2 separate regions of the Sus scrofa genome follow, and region 2 is linked to region 1. A link is a contact called in public HiChIP or PLAC-seq data. All regions are on one chromosome and are shown on one strand. The core of a region is the stretch at or near the end of the contact, and the rest is flanking DNA. Distances in the headings are between cores, read along the strand shown. Region 1 holds the start of YWHAG (14-3-3 protein gamma). Region 2 holds the start of HSPB1 (heat shock protein family B (small) member 1).

Region 1 (6,483 bases), core at 2,163-4,662:
AAGATGAGAACTGAAACCACATGACTTAAGAGTAAAGGCTGGCAGAACTCCGCCTCTCAAGTCTACAGAGGGGTCATTACTCCATTAGTGATAATGGCTATTGATCTAGCCTCCTGGAAAAGCTAGGAGGAAACAGAATATTTAACACAGTAAAAAAAATGTTAAGGTGTATCTATTCCACTAGAAAGACTTTTTTATATTATTAAGATAGACTTCCGCCACCACTGCCCTCTCCCACACACACCTGAGTTAAGTTGCTTAACCCAGTAACTTGAACAAAATTAGTAGCTCAGAATCTTTTCTCCACCTCTCACCCCAAGCAAGTACCAAAGTCTACTCAGAATACCAACTCAAGAGGCTATTAAAATCCAAAGGACAAGTAAGTATTGTCTAATAGGAAACATCTCAGGATTCACTCTTTTTAGATACAAGCTTATGCATTTATCTTAAAAGACTAAACTTCCCCCTCTTCCTCCCTTTCAAAATACTGCATATTATTTCTACCCTGGTCACCCACATGTCACAGGTCCTAACTATTACTAGGGTAATTTCATTAAATTCAAATAAATTTCATCACTCTAGCACCTGGATTACTCCAACCTTAAGGGAAGGACTTTTTTTTTGTATCTTCCTCTATTTTCCAAATTCAGTGATAACCTTTACAAAGAGAGGAAGAAACAGTTACTTTTTTAAAGCATCTACAGTTTTTATTTAATCCTTGCAACTTTTTCAAGTAGGTATTGACCCATTTTACAGAGGAAGAAAGTGAAGGTCAAAGGTAAGCCTAACCCTCAGAATCACAGTAAACAGGTTCGAAAAATGTCTGCTTTATTTTATGAACTGTTCTTTCCTCCATGCTCTGTCGTCAAAGAGCAGAAGCATCAACACAGCAAAAGAAAACTTTTCCCAATCCCAAGCTCAAGTGTTCTGAAACGGATTCTCATTCCCTGACATTTACTGAAAATGACCGAGTAGGAAGTTGTAATTTTTTAAAGGTTTTTTTAAAACCTGCCACATTAATAATTTGCAATAAAGCCATGTATACAACCCACCCCTGCACTATGATCACAAAAAAATTGCTTAAAATTTTTAACTTTATTCCTTCATTGCCCAATTTTAATAGTGAGATGAATGTTTAAAAACACTACTGTATCCTTAAACTTTTGAGAAAACTAGAAATAGGAAGGAGAACAGGCATATCTAGAGGTCCCTGATTTGCAAGTCTAAGGATAAATGAAATACTTTATTTTGGGGACCAATTCTCATCTGATAGAACATAAAGTACTCAATTCCACCTGGCTCATCTGATAATTTCTGCATTACCTTGGACAAATGCCATCTGAATACTCCCTACCAGCCCTTAGGTGCATTGCAGCCTCTGTGTCATTGTGTGACATCACTGGGTTGCTATGGATATAGGTGCGAGGTCACTCGCTTTCCTGTGAAACTAGAAATATGGAAAAATTAGAAGAGTCTAAATAATTGAACTGAAGATACTGATATCTATTAAAGTATAACTTCTATCATTTGCACTTTAAAGACAGCAACTGTAGCAGTCTCTTAATAAAGCAGTGCTCCCAATTTCAGAGTCAATTCTCTTCCTTAAGGGAATAAAAACCCCTTATTAATGTAGATGACTTAAATATAAAGGCATCAGTATTGTCATCTTTTGTGAACCAGTAAAATTATTCAAGAATTAATGAATCTGTAATACCTACACTGCTTCATTAAAAAGATTTAACACGCAAGGTACACTCCTGCATCTGCTACACACAGGAGATGCACTTTAAAACCTTTGTTACATAAGGCAAGAAGTATTTAACTTATTTATTAAAATAGTGGGAGACCTAAATCACTAGATAATTTTCTAGGTTTCATTTAATAATGGTCAATACTCCCCCCCACCATCAAACTGGTTGTCTGCCCATTAGACAAATGTAGTGTTACAAAATGGTGCAATACAGGCAGGAATCTGCATCCCAGACAAAATGCGACAACTGGAGATCAGTATTCTCTTTTCATCACCAATAAGGATGTGATAGCTTTTTTTAAGCCTCAGATATATCTAACAAAACAAATTAAAAAAAAAAAAAAAGATATTTTTTCCCCTTTAAAATAACTCCTCCCAGCCTCCACCCAGTCTAGGCTCTCTGCAATATGACAAATGCAGAATCTTCTGGAATGACTTGATACTGCCTCCCACCACCGCTTTGTTTGCAGTATCAGATCAGAGAGAATATTTTTTCAACTTATAGGAATTTCAACAGATGTGTGCCTGTGTTTAAAAGAGAAACGGCATATTATCACAAATTGAACCAGTCAGCTAAATTCACAACCTTTATTTTTAAGACAATACCTACCCTTTTCAATACAAAAAACACTAGGAAAAATTAGAGATAACATATTAAGAACAATCAATGAAAAAGCTAGCCAAACAAACGTTCCCCTCTTCCTAAAATCAAGAGGGCTTGCTTTGAGGTAAAGAAAGAGGAGCCTTTTGTTAAGAAAAACGTGAGCAAGGAGGTTTCGATTTTGTACTACTGCGCCCAGGTTTTCAGGACAGCCTACGTTTTTACCGGGGAGACTCTAAAGGACCTGTCTCGAGAGACAGTGGGAAGATTTGGGGAGAGGGGGAGCATCAGAAAACCGGGAGACCTGCTGAGTGAATGGAAAAGGCGCCGCCCAGACACCAGGGAGAAAAGAGGAACCGCATCCATGCGGTCCCCCGCCCCCACACGCCCAGGCTGGGAGGAGGGGAAGTGGGGCACAAAGGATGCGCGTGGCCCCGGCTCAGGTCCCCGGCAAAGCCAAAGGCGCGGCGGCCGGAGAGCCGGCTGCCCAGACCAGCCCTGCAAGACCCCGCCCCAGCCCGAGCGCGAGGAGGGCTGAGGAGACAGCGCCGCCGGCCCCGGGGGACGCTCGGAGCGAGGCCGCGTCACACCCGGTCCTCAGCGCTCTCGGGACCCTCCCCAGCTCCCTCAGGGGCGAGAGACCTGCAGCTGCAACAGGCAACCAGTCCCCCGGAAGAGCCGACGAAGGCCCGCGTCTGCAAAGGGGCTGGGGCGAGGCGGGGGGAGGGGAGGAGAAACTCACGTTCTTCATGGCCGCGGCCATGTCGTCGTAGCGCTCCGCCTGCTCCGCCAGCCGGGCTTTCTGCACCAGTTGCTCGCGGTCCACCATCTTCACGGGCTGGGTCGGGCCGGGCAAGGAGACCGGGGCGGCCTGAGGGGCTCAGGGGACGGCTGCGACGCGGCTGGAGCCCGTGTGCCGGAGGGACCGACCCACGAAGCGAGCGGCTGAGGCGGCGACGGTGGCGGCGCAGAGGCTGCGGCTCGAGCTGCGACCGCGGGACCGGGCGCGAGGCGGCTGCGACTGCTGTGCGTGCCGCGGGCGGACAACCCCCTGCGGCCCCGCCCACGCCGCGTGACGCAACGGCCCCGCCCACCCGCCCGCGCACCCCCGCCCCGGCCCTTCCGTTCCTTGGGTTTCCCCTCCCCAACTCAGCTCGGCGCCGCTCTCTGGGCGTCCCCTCCTTCCCCGCTGCCCCCCAACGAGCCGGGTGCTTCCCTTCACCCCGGCTGCTGTGCCCTATCTTCTCCAGACGGCCCCCACCCTTCGTCCTGCAGACCGCGGCCCTCTCAGGCCTCCGGCGCCTGGGCCCCTGGGAGTTGTAGTTCATCCTCGGGTGCGGCGATACGTTGGGGAGATCAGGGACAAAGGGGCAGCCAAGACTACATCTCCCTGTTGTCGTAGCGCTCAGACAGAGGAGGATGGGACGGGGAGGGGGGGGTTCCTAATTCTGCGGCCGCTGGGGACCCCTGGCGGGGACGGAGGATGCATCAGTCCCAGTGAGTGCTGATTCACGGCCCCGCCCCACATGCTTGGGGAAATTACTGGAGGAGGGGGCCAGGGCCTCAGCCCTGGACCATGTTTCTGAGATAAAATAGCAGGACATGGAGGGGGGTGGGGGTCTGGAGAGGTGGGGTCCGTACACTATTGATTAAAACTGTGAGGGTGGTGACCGCCTGAGGGATGGTTGAATTAAGGAGCCAAACCTTGGGGGACTGTCACCCTCCCCCACAAGGTTCCAGCTCCCTCCGCATCCCCACCTTGAGATTCTTGGACCTGACAGGTGGAAATCTGGAAAGACAAATACCAGGAGGGCGTCCTGGTCAATTTGTAGAAAGGATACAGCAGTAGTTTGCGGGTCTACCCCTGGTGAGCCCCTTCCTTCCTCTCCAGGGTGGAGCATTAAAGATTCAATTCAGTTAGCCAATGGCTGCTCAACACTGGGTTGTGTGTAGGGGTTAACCAACTCTTTTCTGCCCGCCTAGAATATACACGCTGAGGTCAATCTGACTAATTCTTGCTCATGTGCTTCCCTTTTTGACATTCCATGTAGCTCACACAACCCACAGTTTTGACTGCACGTTTTATTTCGTTTATCCAGCACTTATCTTATTGCACACCTACAATGTTCCAGGCACTGTTCTAGGCAATAGGGTACGGCAGAGAACAAATCAAATAAAATCCCTGCCCAAGAAAATAGGCAAAGTAAAGATAAGTGTGTAGAGTACTTTAGAAAGTAATAAAGAATTTTTTTTTTTTTTGCACCCACAGCATATGGAAGTTTCTGGGTCAAGGATCAAACCCACGCCTGCAGTTGAAGCCTGCACCACAGCTGCAGCAATAGCAGATCCTTAATCTACTTCCCACAAGGAAATTTCCAGGGATTTTTTAAAACAGTGAATATGAAGTGTTGTGTATGAGACCAGAGAATAAAGGAGTTTCGGAGAATTATTCCAGGCTTGATTCTGGAACAGGGCGTGGAACCTTACCCTCAAGGGATTCAGAATTTGTTAAGTGGCGTTAAATTGGTTTTTGTTTTGTTTTTTAATTCAGGCTAGATAGGAAGAGGTTCTGAAAAGCTTCCCCAGGGAGTTAGGTAACATTTCCAGTCCAGCCCTTAAAGATGTGTAGGATTTGAGAGCAGGCAAAAGACACAGGCAGTTTCTTCCCGACAAAAGTTTTTGTTTGTTTTTGTTTTGCCTTTTAGAGCTGCACATGTGGCACATGGAAGTTCCCAGGCTAGGGGTTGGATAGCAGCTACAGCTGCTGGCCTACATCACAGCCACAGCAACGCAGGATCCAAGCCTCGTCTGCGACCTACACCGCAGCTCAAGGCAACGCCAGATCCTTAACCCACTGAATGGGGCCAGGGCTTGAACCGGCTTCCTCATGGATACTGGTCAGGTTCTTTACCACTGAGCCACGACGGAACTCCCCTAACATATAAACATTGATAGGCAAAAAATCCAATGTGTTTGTTGCCTGAAGTGATGGGTATTGGGGCTGGACATGGAGTCAGGAGCCAGAATGTGAGGAGCCCTGAATGGCAGTCAAGGGAGTGCAGTCTTTCTTTCAAAATAAATAGAAAGCTTGTGAGATTTTAACCAAGGCAGAAAAGGATGAGATTGGCATTTAATCTTCATCGCCATTGCTTCCTCAGTGCTGGGCACAGTGCCTGGCACACCTTAAATACGAAGAACATGCAAAATGAAGGAATGAATGAATGCATGAATGCATGCACGGACTTAGGGAGACAGCTCTGGGCTGAGTGAGGAGAGTCTAGAAATAGCTCTCTTCTCCCCTCCTCCAGTATAGGCCCTGGTCCCTCTTCTCTTACTACACCACCCGGCAAAATGCAATCCTGCTGGTGAATATACCCTCCCACTTCCTTCTGTCTCTTACAGGAGTGTTCGCCAAGTCATTTCTCTTCCTTTCTCTTCCTCCCTGCAGGCCAGGCCTCAACCACTCTGGCCTGGGCCACCCAGGTCCGGCGGGAAGGAACCCTGACAGCCAACCCTGGTTGTCTACAGTGGATTAAACATGTCAACGATTTTAGGCCCTGGAACCTAAATTCTCGGGAACTTCCTGGCACATTTCAGGCTGCCTCTCTGACCTCGCCACCTCAGTTCCTTCCCCACAACCAGTCCAATGTGCATTAAAAAAAAAAAATAATAATAATCCAGGCCAAATCTGTTTGGGAAAAAAGTAAAGCAGAGGCAAAGACAAGGATGTGCCAAAGCCACACAGGAATGACATCTGCAGGCTCCTACGGCGCAGGAGAGCTGGCCCTGCCCTCCTTTCCCTTTTGATTCTTTTTAAGACTCTAGGCTTAAAGCCGCAGCTGCCCAGAGGCCCTGGCTGTTGAGAGGGCTGCTTCAAAGCCATGGCGACATGACACAGAACAAATGGCTTAAGATTCTAGCTTCCTCCTCTACGCCTGCCTGGAGGAGGGAGGTGGAGAACTAGCATTCTGGCTTCTGCCTGGCCCCCAGCTCTAGACGCAAGGCCTGTGCCCTCTCTGGGTCTTAATTTCCCCACCCTTCAAGTGAGAAATTAAAGTAAAAGAGCACTGAGTGCTCCGCCCTGCTGTGACAAGTCACAGTGCTAGATCCAGCCTGTTCATTTTCTCAAGTG
Region 2 (6,483 bases), core at 1,529-4,028, 45 kb before region 1:
ACAGGTCACCTGGGCTGCACACCTCACCCTGGGCTGAGAGCCCAGCCCATAGCCCCCCTGGGACTTTCTGGAGCGTCTCTTCCCCTCCTGATGGAGAGGCAGGAGGCCTGAGATCCAGTCCCTCACCTCTCACCAGCTTTGTGACCTGGGGGCAGCTGGGACAATCAGTTTTCTCATCTCCGAAGACTCTGATAAGCTACTTGGACGTGATACAAAGCACAGACAAGCGGGTAATTCTCTCATTAGTCTAAATCTCACTATCCAAAATTAAAGGTCCTCTTCCCTTAATAACAAGACCATTTCTGAGCAGCAGGCATTTCCTGCACGTTATCGACGGGGAGATTCACTGTGGCCCTGGAGCGTGGGGGTGTTGGCCACTGTTTGCTGATGGAGACATGCGGGCTCAGAGAGGCTATCAAGCCAGTGAACAGCAGCCAATTCAAGCCCAGCCTTGTCTGACCCCAAAACCCAGTTTCTCACCCGCCCTCTCCTCCTCTTACCACCACCCAGAGCCACCCATGTCCCCTCCCTTGTGACTGGCAGAGTGATCTATGAGTCCCTTGAGAAGTGACCCTTTGAAGGTGGATGTGAATTCTCAGTTCTGCCGCCCTCGCCGTGTGGGCAGACGCTGGGGGGTGTACCCTGGGTTGCACAACTTCCCCCAGCTGGGGCAGCAGCAAGAGATCCTCCCCGCCCTGGTTTCAGGCAAAAGGAAGGGAACTATGAAGGGAGCCTCTGTCTACAAGGTGCTGGCGGCCAGGCAGGCAGCCCCCACCCAGAACATGGTTGGGCCTGGCTGGGCCACACCTGAAAGCATCCAAAATCACACCTGACAGATCCCGCCAGGGTGGGGCGCCTAGGCTCCAGTCTGGGCCAGGGTGGGCAGGCAGGGGCAGAGGAGGGCCCTCCCTGGCTCCTGACCTCACCCTGACTTTATAGAGCTGGGGATGGGTGCGGCTGGGAGCACCGGGAGGAGGCCCGGGGCTTCCTGAGGCTGAGACCCTTGGGAGGCAGCGAGCAGCTCCCCATGGAGACCCAGCATGCTCCCAACATGGTCCAGCATTCTGTCTGCCTTCTACCCTTGCCTCATGAGAGCTCCAGGTGCCCAGAGGCCTTTCCAGAGGTGACCTTGGATTTGTGGCCCAACCTTAGCTCTTTCCTGATGGGGAGCAGGTGGGTGAGCAAGAAAACTATCTGGCAGTGCTCTCTCTCGAAGAGGAAACTGTGGTGGAAACTGAGGCTCAGGAAGGGCATGAGGCTGGTGTCCCCCAGCTTGTTGAGAGGCCTGGAATCTGGCTTCCAGCCACTCAGGAATCCTGAGCAGAGCAAGGCCCCCCATGGAACTGGCAGGAGTACAATCTCAGCCCAGCCCCTGGAGAGAGCGGGTCTCAAAAGGAGAGGAAGGGCTCCAAGGTGGGAGCCCCACAAGGGTAAGAGCCCTGAACACGAGAGGGGCAAGAATCTTACTCTGTCGTGTCTCAGAGGAGACGGTGGACCAGGCACTTAATCCCTCTGGACCTCGGTTTCCTCATCTGAAAAGGAGGGATAACAGGATGCAAGTCAGAGAAGGCAGGCTGGACTGGAGTCAGGGCAATGAGAAAGAGAGAACGCCAAGGTTGTGGCCAGACCCTACGGGAGGTGGGAGTGGAGGCCTGGATCCCACAGGTGCTCACCCAGGAGGTGGGGTCAAGGAGCAGGCCTCAGGCTCCCAGCAAGTGTGCAGGAATTGCACTGCCTAGAGCCCCTCTCCCTCTGTGCTGTGGGAATGCTAAACAAAAGGGCTCTGAGGTCATAATCTGTAAAAAGGGAAAGGAGGGGCCTTGGCCCAAGCCAAAGCCCAGACTAGATTCAAGGCCGCTGCATCTCAGGTTCCCTGTCCCCAGCTCAAGGCAAAGTGGATACAATGGGGAGTTTTGACAATAACCTCCCTCCTGACCCCCTTTCAACACTAGGCCTCAGGGTTTCTGGTCTGGGTCTCCCCTACTAGGGGGTCCGGGGGACATCGCCCAAACGTCCACATGCTGCTGCCTCTGAGCTCCGCTTCCTCCGTCTGTGCCCTGCAACTCCAGGTGGCTGACAGTAACGGTCACCCACCAGGCCCTGGACTAAAACCTTCACTCGCATTAAGCTGCCGAATCCTCACACCAACTCAGGGACGGAAGCATTGTCATCATCATCACCCCCATTTTCCCGGTGGCGAAACTGAGGCACAAAGACTCTCACTTGTACAAGTTCATCCAGTGAGTGGCAGGACCAGGATGTGAACTCACACAGTCTGGACTCTCAGGCCCACACTCCTCACCATGTTGCTTCTTAAGCCATTATTTCACAGACACCCTGTGGTCCATCTCCCTGCTCTGCCAGTCCCTGCTGTGTGGCCCCGAGCAGCGCGACCACTCCCTCGGCTTTGTCCTCTTGCACAAAAAGCCAGGACTGTCCACAGGCTGCGGCCCAGCGCTTTAGCGCCGAAATCTGCCAGTGTTAGGCAGCGGGCACTGCACCAGCATCGGGGCTACAGTCATTTGTTTTCTCAAACAGGAGAAGGTTCCAGATGTGGGCAGGGCCTCCCTCGCCCCGCCCCGCGCCCCGGTATGCAGTTGGGGGAATGCAGGGGGAGGGGCTGCCCCCAGCCAGTCATTGCCATTAATAGAGACCTGAAACACCGCCTGCTAAAAATACCCGGCTGGCCCATTATAAAAGCGCTGCGGGCTCGGCCCACCGACACTAACTCCCCTTCTCCCAGCCGCAGCCGGACGCGTCCAGCCAGCGCAGCCAGCATGACTGAGCGCCGTGTGCCTTTCTCGCTCCTGCGGAGCCCCAGCTGGGACCCTTTCCGCGACTGGTACCCGGCCCACAGCCGCCTCTTCGACCAGGCCTTCGGGCTGCCCCGGCTGCCCGAGGAGTGGTCGCAGTGGCTGAGCCACAGCGGCTGGCCGGGCTACGTGCGCCCGCTGCCCCCGCCCGCCATCGAGGGCCCCGCCGCAGTGGCCGCGCCCGCCTACAGCCGCCTGCTCAGCAGGCAGCTCAGCAGCGGCGTCTCGGAGATCCAGCAGACTGCCGACCGCTGGCGCGTCTCCCTGGACGTCAACCACTTCGCCCCCGAGGAGCTGACGGTCAAGACCAAGGACGGCGTGGTGGAGATCACGGGTGAGCCCCCGGGGACCGGGACGCGCCCACCCCCCGCCCCTCCCGCGCTGCCTCTCGCGCTCTTTCCGGGGAGGAGCCCTGGAAAATGGAAACTTAGCCGAGGACGGGGCCAGAGCCCGGGGAGCCGGCCTGGCCTCTTCGCCCTGCCCCTGGCCTGTGCCTGCTTCCCTGGACTTTGGGGGGGGTGCTCCTAAGTCCTAAGGGATCTTTTGGCCCTAAAAGCTCTCCAGTCAGGGAAGAAACGCCCCCTTCCAGCGGAGACGCCCTCAGCCCCAACGCCATCCGCGAGGGACCAGGTCTCCCCGCGCCGCGCCGCCCCCCCCCGGCCCCCGGCCCCCGGCCTGCAGTTGGTGTGGCAAGGGCGACCCCCTCCCCCGACACGCGCACGCACACGCACGCACTTCCTCCCCATCCCTAGTCCAGGTCCTCGGAGGGGGCGTGTGTGCGTGCCCATGGCTGCTGCCCCACGCCCCAGCCCCAGACTCCTGGAACCGAACTTTCCAGAAGCTTCTGAGGTCCCGGGACAGGTCTGGGGTACCCACATCCCTTAGTCCTCTCCTGGCAAGCGTTCTGGCCACCGGGTGGGGCTCGGCTGGCTGTGGGCCAGCGGGAGCGCCGGCCCCTTCAGGCCTCCTCTGACCTCCCTCCCCCACCCAGGCAAGCACGAGGAGCGGCAGGATGAGCACGGCTTCATTTCCCGGTGTTTCACTCGAAAATACACGTGAGTCCTGGCTCCGGGTGGGGTGGGGGGTGGGGAGGGCCCAGGGACGCACCGTGGGTCACTCCTGTCCTGCCTCTCCCTGTCCAGGCTGCCCCCCGGTGTGGACCCCACCCAGGTCTCCTCCTCCCTGTCCCCTGAGGGCACGCTCAGCGTGGAGGCCCCGCTGCCCAAGCCAGCCACCCAGTCGGCAGAGATCACCATCCCTGTCACTTTCGAGGCGCGGGCCCAGCTTGGGGGCACAGAAGCTGGAAAGTCGGAAAAGCCCGGAACCAAGTAAAGGCCTTCGCCCTGCTGCTCACCGCCCCCCGCCCAAACCCGCACCAGCCATCCCCACCTGCCAACTCTCTGTGCTCTTTTGATACGTCTACCTTCTGTTTTTCTCGAATAAAGTTCAAAGCAACTGCCCGCCACTGTCTCAGACCCTGGTGTGCTTGTGGAGGCTCAGGCGTCACTCCTGGTTCACGCACTCATCACGTTTGCCGAGGGCCTCCTGTGTGCCAAGCCCTGTGCTGGCCCCTGTGCGTGCTGCGTCCATCACAGGGCACAGCCCTGCCCTCCAGTCCCTTGTTGAGGGAGAGACTGTTTATGCGGCAGTTAAAGCCCCCGGGGCCAGTGTGGGAGCAGGGACGCCAGGAGAGGCACCCGGCCGAGGCACTCAGGACACCTGGGCAGGGGGCGAGGGAGGGGGACGTCCCGGCAGCTCAGGGTTCCTTCCTGACCGCATCATAACCTCCTCATCTCCACGGAGAAGAGCAGGACCGCAAAGACGGGATGGGAGGGGTGGCCACCCATCTGAGGCGGTGGCCTCCGTTCCCCCAGGCCTGTGCAGGCAGGATGGGGCCTTGACTGGCCTGGCAGGAACAGTCACACCCACCTTGGCCCTTGCTTTTGTCTGTCCTTGTCCTACCCACCACCCACTCGCTGGCCCGGGGAGGGAGAAAGCAGACGGGGGCTTTGGAGTCCAGGCTTAAGTCCCCAAGATCTTGAGAGACCCCCACTATTTCTACCAAGGTCCCAGAGCCTGAGGCTGTGGCCATTTTCCTGCTTTGCCAGGGTCCCTGAGAGGGGAAGGGCCTGGGGCATCCACACACACCTGCCACCCCCACCCTGCCCCGATTCTCCAGTTCTCCTCCCTGGTGCAGACTCCCTGTGGGGACACGACAGTCTGGAGCAGGTGCAAGGCCAAAGCAGGTCCCAGCCCTTGAAGGCCCCGCCGAACCTGGAGGGAGGCCCACAGGGAAATAAACACATGGAACAGGGATGTGGCCCAGCTGGCAGCGCGGGCCTGGGCCTGTGTGCCCGGGTGCTGCCCCGTCTACTCCCCGTCCCGCCACTCCTCTCCTCCGGTCTCCCATGTCTTCTGTCCTCTTCCACGACACACACCCCACATCTCAGGTGTCTCCTGGATGCCTCCATGTCCCCGTGGCCGTGACCCAGAGACAGCCTGTGGAGTTCTCACCCTCACTCTCCTGGCCAGCGGCCTTGTGGCTGGCAGCGGGATGGCCCTGACGTCCAGGGGTGTGGCTGGGTGCTCCTGCTTGGTCAGAGAGGGTGATGGCAAGGCTGCCAGCTCCTCCACCCGTGTCCTTGAAGTGTGGGAGAGCTGATGCCAAGCCTTTGATGAGGTAACTCTCACGTCAGCCCTGAGAAGAGGTGCAGTTACTCCTGCTTGGCCCCTGGGCAGCGAGCCTCAGAAGGGAGCAGCTAGTTCTGGAGAGGGTGTGGCACCAGGAGGGGAGGGCAGATTAGCCCAGACCGCTGCCTGGGTGGGGGGGGTCTCCCCAGCTTGAGACTCCGTGGAGCCTCAGGCGGCCTTGAGAAGATGGGATGAGTCGCAGCTGAGCCTGGGAGCCAGGGCTGCTGGGGGAGCGAGGCTGCAAATGGTTAGGAGAGAGCTGATTAGGGTCCGGGGCAGGGAGGGGTCAGCACCTTACGAATGGAATGTAGGTCCCAGGGGCCCAGGCCGTAGTCAGGGACACAGCTGGGGCACAGGTGAGGTAAGAGGTCAAGAATTCAGACCCTGCAAAGGAAACAGGCCCCAGGCTCCACGGGAAACTGACGTAGGAGACGGGAAACAGGCAGATGCCGGTGGCCTGCCTGCGCTGCTCGTGGGGCTGCGGCTGGGCTGGCAGAGTGGTGGGTGGGGCAGGCAGGCTGGCTCAGGCCTGGGGTCTCCACTCGGAGAGGCTGGCACTGGGTATGGCGAGACCTGGTGAGTCCCTGCCCTGCTGCTGGTCCCGGCCTCTCTAGGCCTCTCCCTCACTTTCAGTGGGTTCCTCTCTGAGGCCTCTGGTGTCCTTCAGGCCTGCACATTCAGACACTGGCCTTGGCTCAGTAAATGCGTGACCTGGGCCTCTCTGCTCCACTGAGGGGCGTCCGAGGGGCAGCGTCCCCGCCCAGGCCGATGACCACGGCTTCCTCAAGGACCTCAAGTCCCCATAGCTGTGGCTCACCTCTCCTGAGCTCCAGCTTCCCTGGGGATGCATCCGGCACATCAGCCATCCTCACTTCCAGGCTGACCCTGGGGTCTCTGCTTTTCTGTCTCCCTCTCGATTATAAAATCTGACTTCCATTGCTTCTCAGCCTTTTGGCTAAGATCAAGTGAAATCTGCCCT

The links. HiChIP or PLAC-seq counts read pairs in DNA pulled down with a chosen protein or histone mark.
Region 2: an H3K27ac HiChIP or PLAC-seq map of skeletal muscle shows a contact between it and region 1. The contact joins the promoter of HSPB1 here to the promoter of YWHAG in region 1. A contact is called at or near these places in 3 of 5 promoter capture datasets (fetal liver, fetal skeletal muscle and liver), 23 of 47 Hi-C or Micro-C datasets (adipose tissue, alveolar macrophages, blood and 12 more) and 2 of 2 datasets of contacts at active chromatin or transcription factors (alveolar macrophages and skeletal muscle).

What each region holds. Positions count from the first base shown.
Region 1 is chr3:9,991,731-9,998,213 of Sscrofa11.1, reverse strand. It overlaps YWHAG (14-3-3 protein gamma), which reads right to left and starts at 3,412. Exons shown (of 3, transcript XM_005661962.3): 1 at 3,094-3,412. The coding sequence starts at 3,180.
Region 2 is chr3:10,035,736-10,042,218 of Sscrofa11.1, reverse strand. HSPB1 (heat shock protein family B (small) member 1) reads left to right here and starts at 2,778. Exons shown (of 3, transcript NM_001007518.1): 1 at 2,778-3,147; 2 at 3,805-3,868; 3 at 3,956-4,145. The coding sequence starts at 2,778. The coding sequence ends at 4,145. It overlaps LOC110259893 (a long non-coding RNA gene), which reads right to left and starts at 1,453. Exons shown (of 2, transcript XR_002342315.1): 1 at 1-1,453.